Regions from separate parts of the Hordeum vulgare genome. Here region 2 is linked to region 1. A link is a contact called in public Hi-C data. All regions are on one chromosome and are shown on one strand. Each heading gives the region's core, a stretch centred on a gene start, on an enhancer-like site or on the middle of the called end of the contact. The rest is flanking DNA. Distances are from core to core; before and after follow the strand shown.

The links. Hi-C and Micro-C count contacts between places; a contact is called where the count stands out from the background.
Region 2: a contact with region 1 is called in a Hi-C map of leaf, with 1.9 times the contacts expected there. The contact joins the promoter of LOC123447996 here to the promoter of LOC123447995 in region 1. A contact is called at or near these places in 2 of 6 Hi-C or Micro-C datasets (leaf and seedling).

The regions. Positions count from the first base shown.
Region 1 is chr4H:93,882,976-93,889,751 of MorexV3_pseudomolecules_assembly, reverse strand. LOC123447995 reads left to right here and starts at 3,966. Exons shown (of 3, transcript XM_045124753.1): 1 at 3,966-4,132; 2 at 5,442-6,776. The coding sequence starts at 5,534.
Region 2 is chr4H:94,098,543-94,104,846 of MorexV3_pseudomolecules_assembly, reverse strand. LOC123447996 (cytochrome b-c1 complex subunit 6-1, mitochondrial) reads right to left here and starts at 4,264. Exons shown (of 4, transcript XM_045124754.1): 1 at 4,137-4,264; 2 at 1,026-1,110; 3 at 44-133. The coding sequence starts at 4,138.

The sequences.
Region 1 (6,776 bases), core at 2,717-5,216:
TTTTCCTTGGTTCTCAAGTTCCTTGCGTATCTTCTGTTACGGAAAAAATCATTCCGAAGGTTTTATTCCGTTTGGACTCCGTTTAATATTCTTCTTTGAAAAGGGTCAAAAACACGAAAAAATAGGAACTGGCACTTGGCACTGAGTTAATAGGTTAGTCCCAAAAAAGATATAAAATAACATAATCATGCATACAAAACATCCAAAGTTGACAAGATAATAGCTTGGAACCATAAAAAATTATAGATACGTTGGAGACGTATCATAGAGTTCCATTGTATGAGTATTAATAAGAGTGAATTCCAGTTTTTACCCCTTGTTTTGACATTTTTGACACTAATTACCCCATTTAGCAGGGTTTCATACGTTTTACCCCATTTTAACAAATGTGTTGTCACAATTTACCCCGTTCAAAATTTTACAAGTGTTCTGACCGATAGGTCCCAATTGTACGGTCCAGCTGGCATATGCCACATCGGCGGATTTTTTCTGATGGTTTTTCTACATGCCGAACCGCATCGCCCTTAATTCTCCTAACCGTTCAGGCTCGATATGATCACACCAGAGCAGCTTGGGGAATATATACCGACTCTCTACCAGTCAATATATTCGCTACTTGACTAGGTATTTAGATATGTATGTGCACCAAAGTTAGTGAAGTAGTATATTTATACACCTATTTTAATCTATCCACATAATAATGCATACTTTGGGTCCTACATGACAATATTGTAGAAAAACATACATGATTATATTAGTAACAATTTCTACAATTTCTCCTACAATTTATTCAATGAGATCATGACATGCTTATGAAGTACAATCATCTCATCACCGTACTTCTTCGAACCGGAAACAAAGAGCCTACACCTATCAAATATGCATCTTGGACTGAAAGAAAATCTAGCCATAAAAACCTAACCACCCGGGTTGAGTAGAAGAGGATGGAGCCATGCACGGGAGGGGAGAAGATTCTCGTATTGGCTCCGACGATTGCCAGCAGCCATAACTTGAAGCTTTTATTGCCGCTCGTCCCCTACCTCGTCCTTCCCCTCCTAACAAATGAGGCAGTGATTTTTGACCAAACTATGGCAGGATTGTGTGTGTGTGATTGGAATGCGAGCGATGCGTGTCGTGAACGATGGAGGATAGTGTGGTGCAGCGCGACCTGGGCAACTTTAGCCATCCGGCAAGCTGCTTTGTTGCAATCATATCGAGCCTGACCGGTCAGGAGAAGGCAGACGATGTGGTTCGGTGTGCAGAAAAACCATGAGAAAAAACCCCACTGATGTGACATGCTAGTCGGACCTTACAATTGAGATCCATTGGTCAAAACGCTCATAAATTTTTAAACAGGGTAAATTATGGCAACACTTTTGCTAAATGGGGTAAAAATGGATGAAATCCCGTTAAATGGGGTAAGTAGTGTCAAAAATGTCAAAATAGGGGGTAAAAACCAGAATTCACTCTATTAATAACTAAAGTCAACAAACCAGCGTCGTTGCAATAGCGTTGACCAGGGAGCCTCGAATGGGACAGGCGAGGATTAGTAACACTTTCTTAATGGTGTATGTTACCTCACACATGTTAGCGGCAATGGGGTTGTGGATGCATGTGGTTAGGGGGACGTGATTACCTATCAGTTTAAAGGAGTCGTAATCTTCCTTATTGGCAGAGGGTTGTGAATCCTTTATCGCCAGGAGGGTGTGAATCATTATTTGTAATGGGGTCGTATAATACATATAGGTTCTTTAGAGAGGGGAACCGACACAAAGGATGAAAACCTCGGATCTTAGATCCGACCACACATCTTGGACGTGCAAGATTAGAGACCTGGCAAAAGGGCTAAGTTAATCGCTCGTGGGTAAAGTAGCGCACCTCCATAGAGTCTAATGAATTGTGGCTTGTCACTACATAATCTGGGAAAGATCCGCGAACATGATAGGGAAGGAGTCTATTAGAGATTCTAGCAACCTGTGAAGTTTGATAGCTAAATGTTTCAAGTAAAACTTGACGCAACAGATATTTTCCAAAATCATTGCTAAGATCTATTTGGAATCAGTAGTAGCTATAGTGCATCTCCACTCACGATATCTATGAACTTGTTGAGTACCTTATGTACTCATCCGTTGTATTCTAAATCCTCTCTAGACTCTAAATATTCGTAGGATATGCCAAATGACCCTAATGTTGCCGGAGAATACTTCTACGAGAAACCAGACCTTTTCGAAGGAGTCGACTACATCATCGCCAATGGAGCCAACATCGGAGGAGAAGTGCCAGAGCTACAATGACAGGAGTAATGTAGACTTAGTAGTTACAGCCAGACTGATCATGTGGGACATGGTCTGAACTCAGTAAGCGATTGCAGGATCAATAGTGGTACCCCGCATATTGGTACCAATAGTTTGAATCGTTTGAACATTGGATCTTTGTTTGAATAAAATGTTGTAATATAATGATGGTTTGGACCCGCTATGTTTCCGTTTTATACTCTGAGGGATATAAGGTTCGTGAGACGGTGTCTTATGGACGTTATATCAACGACATGTATACTACACGATTCAGTGGTATGCTGGGTCACCGCAACGAGACATCTTCCAGGACCTTCTGCCCCCGTTCCCCCTGTCACACCAACGCGCGTGCCAACTTCACGCAACCCTAACGTCGCACGTCGTTGCCCTCGTGCGCCCTCCCCCCTATCTGGGAAGTCTGACCGAACATATAAAGAGGAAGTGTGGGTCCAACTTCTAAAAGCTTATGTGATTTTCTCGTGCTCGTGGGAAGGATATGCTCTTGTGTGGCATAGTATACTCATTAATTTCGATTTAACAAGCTAGCTTTCAAGATCTTCTGTTCGTGCCACACCAATGCATCTACCAACTTCAGGCAACCCGAATGGACGCTCAGTGACTGACACCCGGGACCCGATGTGTCGTGTCCCACCTCCCATCAATAACCCACTGAGTTCCACCGGTACAAAACAACATACATCTTTCACTTCGAGCCATCCACTCGAGCACACTCGTTGGCCTTTGTCCTCGTGTGCCATACCTCATGCTCGGGTTTTCCGACTGGGCATAGAGGGAGGAGATGTGGGGCCGGTTTCTAGAAGCTCTATGTAATTTTCTCGTGCTCGTGAGAAGGATATCGTCTCGAGTGGCATACTCATTAATTTTGGTTTAACGAGTCAACTTTCGGAACCTTTCGTTACTGCCACACCAACACACATGCCAACTTCACGCAACCCTAACATTGTCCATCATTTCCCTCCCTCATGTCCGGGTTGTCCGACCGGACATATAAGGAGGAAGTGTGGGTCCAACTTCTACAAACTTCAAATATGTGATTTGCTCATGCCGGTGGAAATGATGTGCTCTCGTGTGGCATAGTATACTCATTAATTATGATGTCAGCTTCCAGGGCCTTCCGTTCATGCTACACCAACGCACCCCCAATTGCACGCGACCCGAGTGGATGTTCAGTGAGTGACACCCAGGCCCCATTGTGTCATGTCCCACATGTCATCAACAACCCACCGAATTCTAGCGAAACATAACACATTTTTTCGCTTTGAGCCAGCTAGTAGAACACACTCATCGGGTGTTGTCCTCGCGTGCCATCCCTCGTGTCCGGGTTGTCTGCCGAACATAGAAAGAGGAGGTGTGGGGTCGGTTTCTAGAAGCTCTAAATATGTACTTTTCTCGTGCTCTAGGGAAGGATATCCTCATGAGTGGCATACTCATTAATTTCAATTTAACGAGTCAACTTTCCGGACCTTCCAGAACCTTCCGTTACTGCCACACCAACGCACCCGCCAATTTCACGCAGCCCGAATGGACTCTGAGTGTCTGACACCTAGGACCCGCTGTGTCGTGCCCCACCAGTCATCAACAGCCCACCGAATTCCACCTGTACGTAACAACACGCAGCGTTTTGCTTTGAGCCAGCCATCAGAGCACACACCTCGGCCCTTTTAAGTCCTCCTGTTCGACACACGCCCACGACGGCCAGGAGAAAGAGAGGGAGAGAGAGAGGGAGAGCTTGACCCTGGAAGGCTGGAGGTGGGAGAGTGTCTGCCAGCCCTCCATCGAGTCCCCGCGATTCCTCCTGCCGCCGCCAGAACTCGATCGTGAGCTCTTCTCCCACCCTTTTCCTTTTCGCAGCGGGGTGATTATTTCCTGTTTGGGGGAAGAAAAAAACCCCCGCCCATTTCTTGTTTCTCAGTCCGATACGCTGTCCGTGGTGCCGCCGTGTAGCCAAAAATCCTGGATGAATTAGGAGCTAAGTTTAATCTGCCCCTTTGCCCCCGGAAGGAGTCAGGCCTATGCTGGATCTTGCGGCGCAGGTGTGATTTCTGATGTTCCAGGCGATGTAATTTTGGCCCGGAGATTTATGCCTCGTGCCGCAACCCTGGGCGCGTGCTCGGCTGTACGAATTGGATGATTGGTGTGTTGGGTAAATGGGTGCTATTCGGTAGTTATTTGTTTGCGTAGCGTCGGTGAGTGCTTCTGAGCATCGCCAACAGTTCCTGTAAAAAAACTCCCCCTAAATATGGTTTTGCAGGTATCCATATAATATAGTAGGAGAGGTTGACATGTGAGCTGCAGTTCCGTAATAATCTTCCCCTAAAAATGGTATTTGGTGGCGGTGCGGCGGCGACGGCGGACAGCGGATCACGGTGGTTGGCAGGGGCGGGGCGCGGGTGGGCAGTGTGACGACGACGGTCAGCAACGATGGTCTGCGGCGGGCGGGCGGTGTGACTGCGATGGTCGGTGTCGGCAGCGGTGGCCTGGGGTGGCGGCGCGGTGGATTCCAGTTGCGGCTTGCCGATGTGACTGTTTTATGTGAATGTTTAGGGGAAGAGCCATCTCCCCCTAGATGGAGGGGGAGTTGGGACTGTTGGAGCACTTTTTTTTTTTTGGCTCAACTCCCCCTAAACCGGATTTTTTTACGGGAAAGAGTAACTATTGGTGATGCTCGACGATTACCCGCTTAAGCATTGAGTTCCAGTTTGCTGTCAATAACTGTGCTCCCTTACCTGAAGCGTGAAATACCATGACACTTGCTAGCACCAGTGGTAGTTCGTTACTACAGCACTGGCAAATCCCTGCAAATTTTATTGTTAGACCTGATTGCCTAATTCGGTGTAGTTCAGAGTACTGTATTTTAAGTGCTCCAGAGGTCGTTTTAATTGCTTTTGCGATTATTGCCGTTCCAGCCAGGAGACCGGAGTTGCATTTGCACAATGCTAGTATATTCAATCTCACATGATGTGCCAGTCGAGTGTGTTGAAGAGTACCTTATTGGATTATTTTTTAGGTGTTCCTGATGAAATTCAACCTCTTATCTATTTGTTCAGCAACATTGAGAAATATACAGCTGTGCAAATATACATTTCCGTCCGGGGCTTTAATAATTTCTCCAAATTTACTATGCAGGGTGATATTGAAGTGAAGACATGTGACGTCTCCTCTACGTTTTGTATGGTATTGACAAGAGGTACGGACACCTGGGTGATCTTTCTGGGAAAATGGAAAGCAGCAACCTACCTACTGGAAACATGATGCAAGGAACTCCTTATGGTAGTTTGAATGTACATGGTAACTCCATGCAAATGCATGCTTCAAGCTCAGGAAAACAGCTATTCAACCAGTCTCAGATGCTAGGGAGTTTTGCAATGCCTATCAACCGGGCTACAGAGCCTCATAACCATGGATTTCAATTTGGAGAACATGAAAAAAGGGATCACCACCACCACCACCAGCACAGTCATCACTCAAAGAACTCAATCAGTGATGAGGAGGAGCATGATATGACTGAGGATGTTACTGATACCCAGAATGGCAAAGGAAAGAAGGGTTCAGCATGGCATCGGATGAAGTGGACAGGTTCGATGGTTAAACTTTTGATTACCGCAGCATCTTACACAGGGGAGGATCCTGGGGCGGATCTAGGCGGAAGGAGGAACATTACAATAGTGCAGAAGAAGGGTAAATGGAAAGCAATATCAAAGGTCATGGGCGAAAGAGGCTGCAGTGTGTCACCACAACAGTGCGAGGATAAGTTCAATGACCTCAACAAGAGATATAAAAGGCTTACAGATATCCTTGGTCGTGGCACTGCTTGCTGTGTTGTGGAAAATCCAGCACTTCTTGATAGCATGCATAATCTTTCTGATAAGATGAAAGAAGATGCAAGGAAGATATTGAACTCTAAGCACTTATTCTATGAGCAGATGTGTTCCTATCATAACAACAACCGTGTGAATTTACCTGAAGATCCCGCACTTCAGCACTCACTACAGGTTGCTCTTAGATGTAAAGAGGAGCATGATCTGAGGAGGGATACAAGTGGAGATCTTGAAGAGGATGAGCAGAGTGCAGATTCTGATTACGAGGAGCATGATGAAGAGCGTCAAACAGTTCATACCAACTTGAGGGATTCTTCCATGAATAAAAGAATGTGTCATGCGGTGGATCATGGTGATGTGGGTTTTGTCACCTCAAGCTCAAACGGTGTTAGTGGGAGGTTCGATCCGCATGGCATCACATTGGATATGAACAATGCTTTTCCAGGTGGCGCCAACTTGTCTTTTGTGCAGAAGGACTTGACTTCACAACTAGTAGAGCTTCAGAAACATCGCTTGCAGATCCAAGAACAAAAACTGGAAGTGACAAAACAACGTCTCAAGTGGGAGAGATTTAGGATGAAGAAGGACAGGGAAATTGAAAGGCTGGCATTGGAGAATGAACAAAAGATGTTTCAGCATAAGC
Region 2 (6,304 bases), core at 3,015-5,514, 210 kb before region 1:
TTTTGAACAATAATCCATCTCTGACTTGAGAGGAAGTACTTACACATTTATCGATGCATGACCAATAGTCAAAATATTGCCCAGTGCAGTGCTTGTGCCCGGTATCATCGGCCTCAACTCTCTTGATACATTTCTGTGCATCATAAAGCCACCACACAGGTTGGAGAGGTAATCACATAGGAGTATCGTGTTGACATAAATGAAACAGTATGGTGATGAAAAATCAAATTGAGTATGAAGAAGAACATTACTAAGTCAATGAAGATCCAAATGGTTCTCAACCTCACAATTTAAGTCAGACATTTGTGTTGTTCCAACAGAGTAAATAATAGTAGTTCTGATCAGTTACCGAATATACTGTGTGTTGGAAACAGCATCATAGAGGAATAGAGGATTATATGAATCCTTCAAAGTGCTAGTACCAATCTACTACCTCCGTTTCTAAATGTAAGTCTTTTTAGATGTTTCACTAGGGGACTACATACGGATGTATATAGACATACTTTAGAGTGTAGATTCACTCATTTTGCTCCGTATGTAGTCCCCTAGTGAAATCTCTAAAAAGACTTATATTTAGGAACGGATGGAGTACAAGCCTACAAAAACGTCTTATATTTTGATATGGAGGGGGTATTATTTAACTTTCATTGAAACAATTGAACAGTTCACTACTACAGAAGACGGAGTAACAAAATTGAGCTATGCAACTTTTCTTAGGATGTGGAGGGCGATATTTGAGCTGGATAATTCATATAGAGTTTCAATACAAAACTACCATGAATATCACACCGGAAAAACTTCCAAGGATAACTCTAATGCAGCCCAAGAAGATGCTGGAAACATGGTGGCAAACTTGAATAACAGCCAAAACTCGCACATTCACATGGCCAAATAGTTTCATAATTATGCTGACCGAAGAGCATCATTCTCAGAACTTCAATACTAATAGAAATAGCAATACTGTCACATTAAATTACCCCATCAAAATTAAGTGGGTGTTACAACAAAAGAAAGTAAGAGCACACCTCATACTCATACAGCGGCTTTACACACTGTGGCTTGCACCGCTCCTCAAGATACTTCTTGGGATCAACAGGTTCCTCATCCGCCCTGAGATAAAACAACAATAGAAAACAACGAAAGTTCAGAGAATGAAATGGACTGTTTCATAACCTTTTATGAATGGTGCAACCCATGGCCTTTTCTGGTATGAAACCATAAGTCAGACATCTAATAACAACTCCCTCCGTTCCATATTAGTTGTCGCTCAAACGGATGTATCTAGCACTGAAATACATCTAGATACATCCGTTTCAGCGACAAGTAATATGGATCGGAGGGAGTACATAATCAACATAAAGAGCTACGGCCGGGATAAAATGCACTATGTACGCAGGTAGCTGGCAGGAGACATTTTGTTCTATTCTAGTCTGGTTATTTTCCCCTACCTATCCCTGGAACGTCATCTTTTACATCAGAAGATCTGTAACAACACAAAGGCATCACCAAAGATGAACACCCAGGAACCATGCTATGCTAAAAAAAATATGACACAAGCCCAATTCCAGATAAGATAGGGTAAGTCAAATGCACCTTAACCCTTGAATATATAGTAAGAAAGGGATTCTCATCTCAAAATATCCATGCAGACATGCAGTGTGAACTACTCCCTCCGTTCCTAAATATAAGACCTTTTAGAGTTTCCAATATAAAGTACATATGGATGTATATAGACATATTTTAGAGTACACATTCATTCATTTTACTCCGTATGTAGTCCATATTCAAATCTCTAAAAGGTCTTATATTTAGGAACGGAGGGAGTACAATGCACTAGTTTAGAGATTACAACAGTCAAAATACTAGCAGCGTACACATTTCCAATTGTTGATGAAGTTGGAGCAGATTGTACAGCACGACTATATCCCTACACTGTAGAAGATAGCATCGAACTCTTGATTCTCCAAGAAAACAAACATCAAGCTGCCCACCATGCCAGAAACCATCCATCTATTATGCAGTTATCTTAGCTGTGTAGTTCTAATAATCAACAGGTATAGGGCACACTGAACCCCCAGGACAACCAAGTAAGCTTGTTCTTGTCCTTCCTTGATTTGAATTTGTAACCCACCATCGACGAGAGAGTATTCATCCTATACACTAACCCGCTGGATTCTTGGTGCGAAATCTGATGCTACCTCAATCTAGTGAGATAAACAATGCAGATACTTATATACAGCTTTAATCTTTCTAAACCAAGCACAAGGCAGCCATGTAAAATAGAAGCACAAAACACTTAGTACTTCATAATAACATAACATGCATAAAAGAGCTGCAGATGGAACATTAATGCATCTGAGGGTCAGGTATTATATCCTCCTACCAATCCCTGGAACACCATATCTTCCATCAGATGCATTAATCAAGATTAAGAGGTCTCCAAGATGAAACACCTGGGAGACAGCAGTGTGCTTAAACGAAAAGAATATAAGAGGCATCTCTAGCCCATCCCCCATAAGTTAATTCCCATCCTTTAATTCCCCATATTTTGCAGGATTAAACTTTTTTTCATCTAGCACATCCCCCAAACTCAATCGACCAAAAGCTCAGTTTGCACACATTTGGCTTGCGCAATTCATCGAACACCTACAATGCAAGAGTCATGTTGTGGTAATTTCCATCGTTACAACGCGCAGCGGACACTGTCCTGATTTAAGGAGTACCGCAAGGCGGTGAAGCTCAAGGCGAGCAAGCTGCCCAAGAAGCATGTTCTAACTCAAGAGGTACTCTTTCAATTCCAAAATTCATGGATGAATTGACATATCTTCCCTGTGTCTTGTGATCAAGTAGCTACCAGTACTGTTTAATTGTAGTTCATATCTACCTTGTTGCATGTAGAACCAATCCTCTGAAATGAAACAACTAGCAAAATCCGACATGGACAAGCTGAACAAACGCAAGGCATCTGTGGATAACGAGCGAGCCAGCACGGAGTCAGAGCTATTGGGAGGACGAGCCATGGCAAAAGAGCTGGAGCGCCAAATGAACCAGACCAAGGCCAAAGCCAAAGCGACTTCCTACTTTCCTAGAGGACAGGGCTGCAAGCAATGTGTATGGCCAGGACACGAAAGAACGTCGTCGAGGAGACCTCGTACGCCCAGTAAGGTGAGGTATCGCAAGAGCTGGGCTGCGTCAAGAGGGAGCTCCGCAAGCTGAAGCTGAAGGGGAAGTCCTCGGTGGAGGCCAAGGCCTAAAGCGACGCCATGGTGACGGTGTGCAAGATCCCATCCAACCTGCAGGCCTCCGCCGAGATGAAGCAGTATTCGGTATTCCTCATTTTTACTGAGGAGTGCGCCTCTCCCATAGCAAATATGGGGTAGAGGGAAACTTTACGGGGATGAAAACCTATTTGGGGGGGGGGGGGGGGGGGGGGGCTAAAGGAAATGGGGATGGCCTAGATGGGCGTTAATTCCCCAAACAAACAAAAAATCGCCCCACATTTAGCTTTTGGGGATGGGCTAGAGATGCTCTAAGACACCCCAATTATACGTTTGAGAATGGGATTTCATTCAAATGCATCTTAACCCCTTCAATAAGGTAGCAGTCAAATTATCGCAGCACACTGGTTTAGATCCTACAAGGCACTAGCAGATGAATACACATTTCCATTAGTAGATCCAGTTGCAGCAGATTGTATAGCACAGCTGTCACACCACACATTACAGAAGATAGCATCGAGCTCCCGATTCTCCAAGCGAAAGCAAGCATCCAGCTGCCCACACGCACCGGCCAACAATCCAGCTCACATTCAACCCCCAAGACCTCAAAGCAACTTTGTTCCTCCCCATTCCAGATGATTTCCAAGCCGTGACCCAACAGAGACCAACCAGACCATACCCCAAGCCGTGACCCAGCAGAGACCAACCAGACCATACCCCAAGCCGCTGGATTTCTGGCGCAAATCCGTAGCTCCGTCGATATAGCTTCGATCGAAAGGAAACAACCAGAATCAATGCAGCTACACGCATAAAGGACACGCAGCGCACGGATCGCGGGAAGCAGGCAAACGATATTCAGGCGCTACCGAGCAACCAACTGGGAAGGAGATGAAGGCTCAGGGATGGAGGAGTACCCACATGGCGATTACGCGGTCCGAGCGGGTGGGTTCTGCTCCTGGCGAGGGGAGGGGAGGGGAGGGGATCTGGAGCGAGAGGCTGGTCGAAAGTTAGGGTTCGAGGGTGGGGAAATTTTGGGAATGGTTCGTGGACCACGGGAGTAAAACAACGAGGGTGGGCTGGGGCCTCGGTGCGTGGGTGGGTGGCGTTGGGGGTGGGTGTGGCGAAAATGCTATTTGCCGTTTCTTGCATCAAACTGTCGACGTTTTGAGCAGGGACGCAACGAATCGGCCCGTTTAGCGTTTCAAAGCTTTCGGTTTTGGAACCGTCTAGAGTTTCAGGCAGTTTTTACTGATTTTAGAAAACTTTTAGAAGGTTCCCTGAACTGGTTTTTCGGTTTTCATATGATATTTTTTTCGTTTTTTCGGTTTTTCGTTTTTCCTTTTCTCTCCTGCTTTTTATTATTTTTCTTTCCTTTTTATTTTTATGTTTTATATCTTTTATTTTTGTCAATATTATTTTTTAACAAATGTTCATAGTTTCAGAACTTTTTCAATATTTAAAAAAAATATATGTTCAAAACTTAAAAAATGTTCCTGGTTTCAAAATTTGTTCATAATTGGAAAAATGTTTATAGTTTTCAAATTTGTTCAAAATTCGAAAAATGTTTACAATTTTGTAATTTTATTCGTGTTTTAAATTTTGTTCACAATTTGAAAAATGTTCATTGTTTCAAAATTTGTTCACAATTCGAAAAATATTCACAATTTGATAATTTTCTTCATGAATATGAAATTTGTTCACGTTTCAAAAAAAAATCACAATACGAAAAATGTTTTATTTTCAAAAAAATTCACAATACAAAAAATGTTCATTATTTTATAATTTTGTTCATGAATTCAAAATTTGTTCATGTTTGAAAATTTGTTCGCAATTCAAAAAATGTTCATGGTTTCAAATTTTGTTCGCAATTCGAAAGAAATTATATTTTTTCTCACGAATTTTAAATCTATTCATGTTTCAAAATTTGTTCACAATTGGAAAAATGTTCATAGTTTCAAAATTTGTTCACAACTCGAAAAATGTTCATAATTTTATAATTTTATTCAGAAATTCCAAAAAAAGAACTTCAAAATTTGTTTGATTATTTTCAAAAAATGTTTGATAATTAGAAAAGTTTAGAATTTCAAAATAAGTTTGCATTTCCTTTCATGAACTAAAAAGTCCAAGGATTTCAAAAAATTGTTCCCCTTTTAAAAAAATGTTCACACATGCAGAAAATTCTCGAGTTTCAAAATATGTTTGCATTTTTCAATATTAATCAGAAATTAAGAAAAAACCTCGGAAACTTCAAAAAATGTTCGTCTTTTCAAAATTTGTACTCAAATTTAAAAAATTGTTCACGTTTTCAAAATTTGTTCCACAATAAGAAAATGTTCGGGGTGAATTTCAAATTTTTTTTACTTTTGTAAAAAAAGTTCATAAGTTCAAAAAAAATGTTCAGGTTTTCACTTTTGTTCTTGTTTTTTCAAACAATGTTCACAAAAAAAACTTCAAAAATAATCTAATCTACCTATGTGGATTGTTCTAATATATTCGTGTTGCCTTTTCACCACAAGCATGAAGAATTCGCAGTGGCTATCTACCTCGCTCACCAATAGCTCGTGAGTTTGAATCCCAGCTAAAGCTATGCATTCTTTTTTTAATTTTTACACCCCTTGCAGCTGCTGATTTTTGCCAACGCATGGAACCTCCGTTGGCCGTCCAAGTCGGGGTTGTTGTAACGACTAAGATGCGGCACTTTTCTTATTTGGGGCGAAGCCTCAAAAGGAGAAAGAGGCGCATCTGAGCGTTTCGCAGGCAGGATAAACATTGCAATACATAACGGATGGAAGAGTAATAAGATTTGGCTTACACTGACCATAAGCTACATTACAGAGTCACGCAGTCATACATTATTCAAATGGAAAAGCAGGGTCCGACTACGGACAAGATAAAATGACAAAAGCCAATGCTATCCCGCCTTGCTAGGCCCACGATCACGACCAAGTGAAAAGGACGTGGATGTCGCCTAGAGGGGGGGTGAATAGGCGCTTTAAAATAGTTAAGGTTTAGGCTTGAACAAATGCGGAATAAAACTAACGTTTAATATGTCAAGCACAAAACCTACAAACAACTAGGCTCACCTA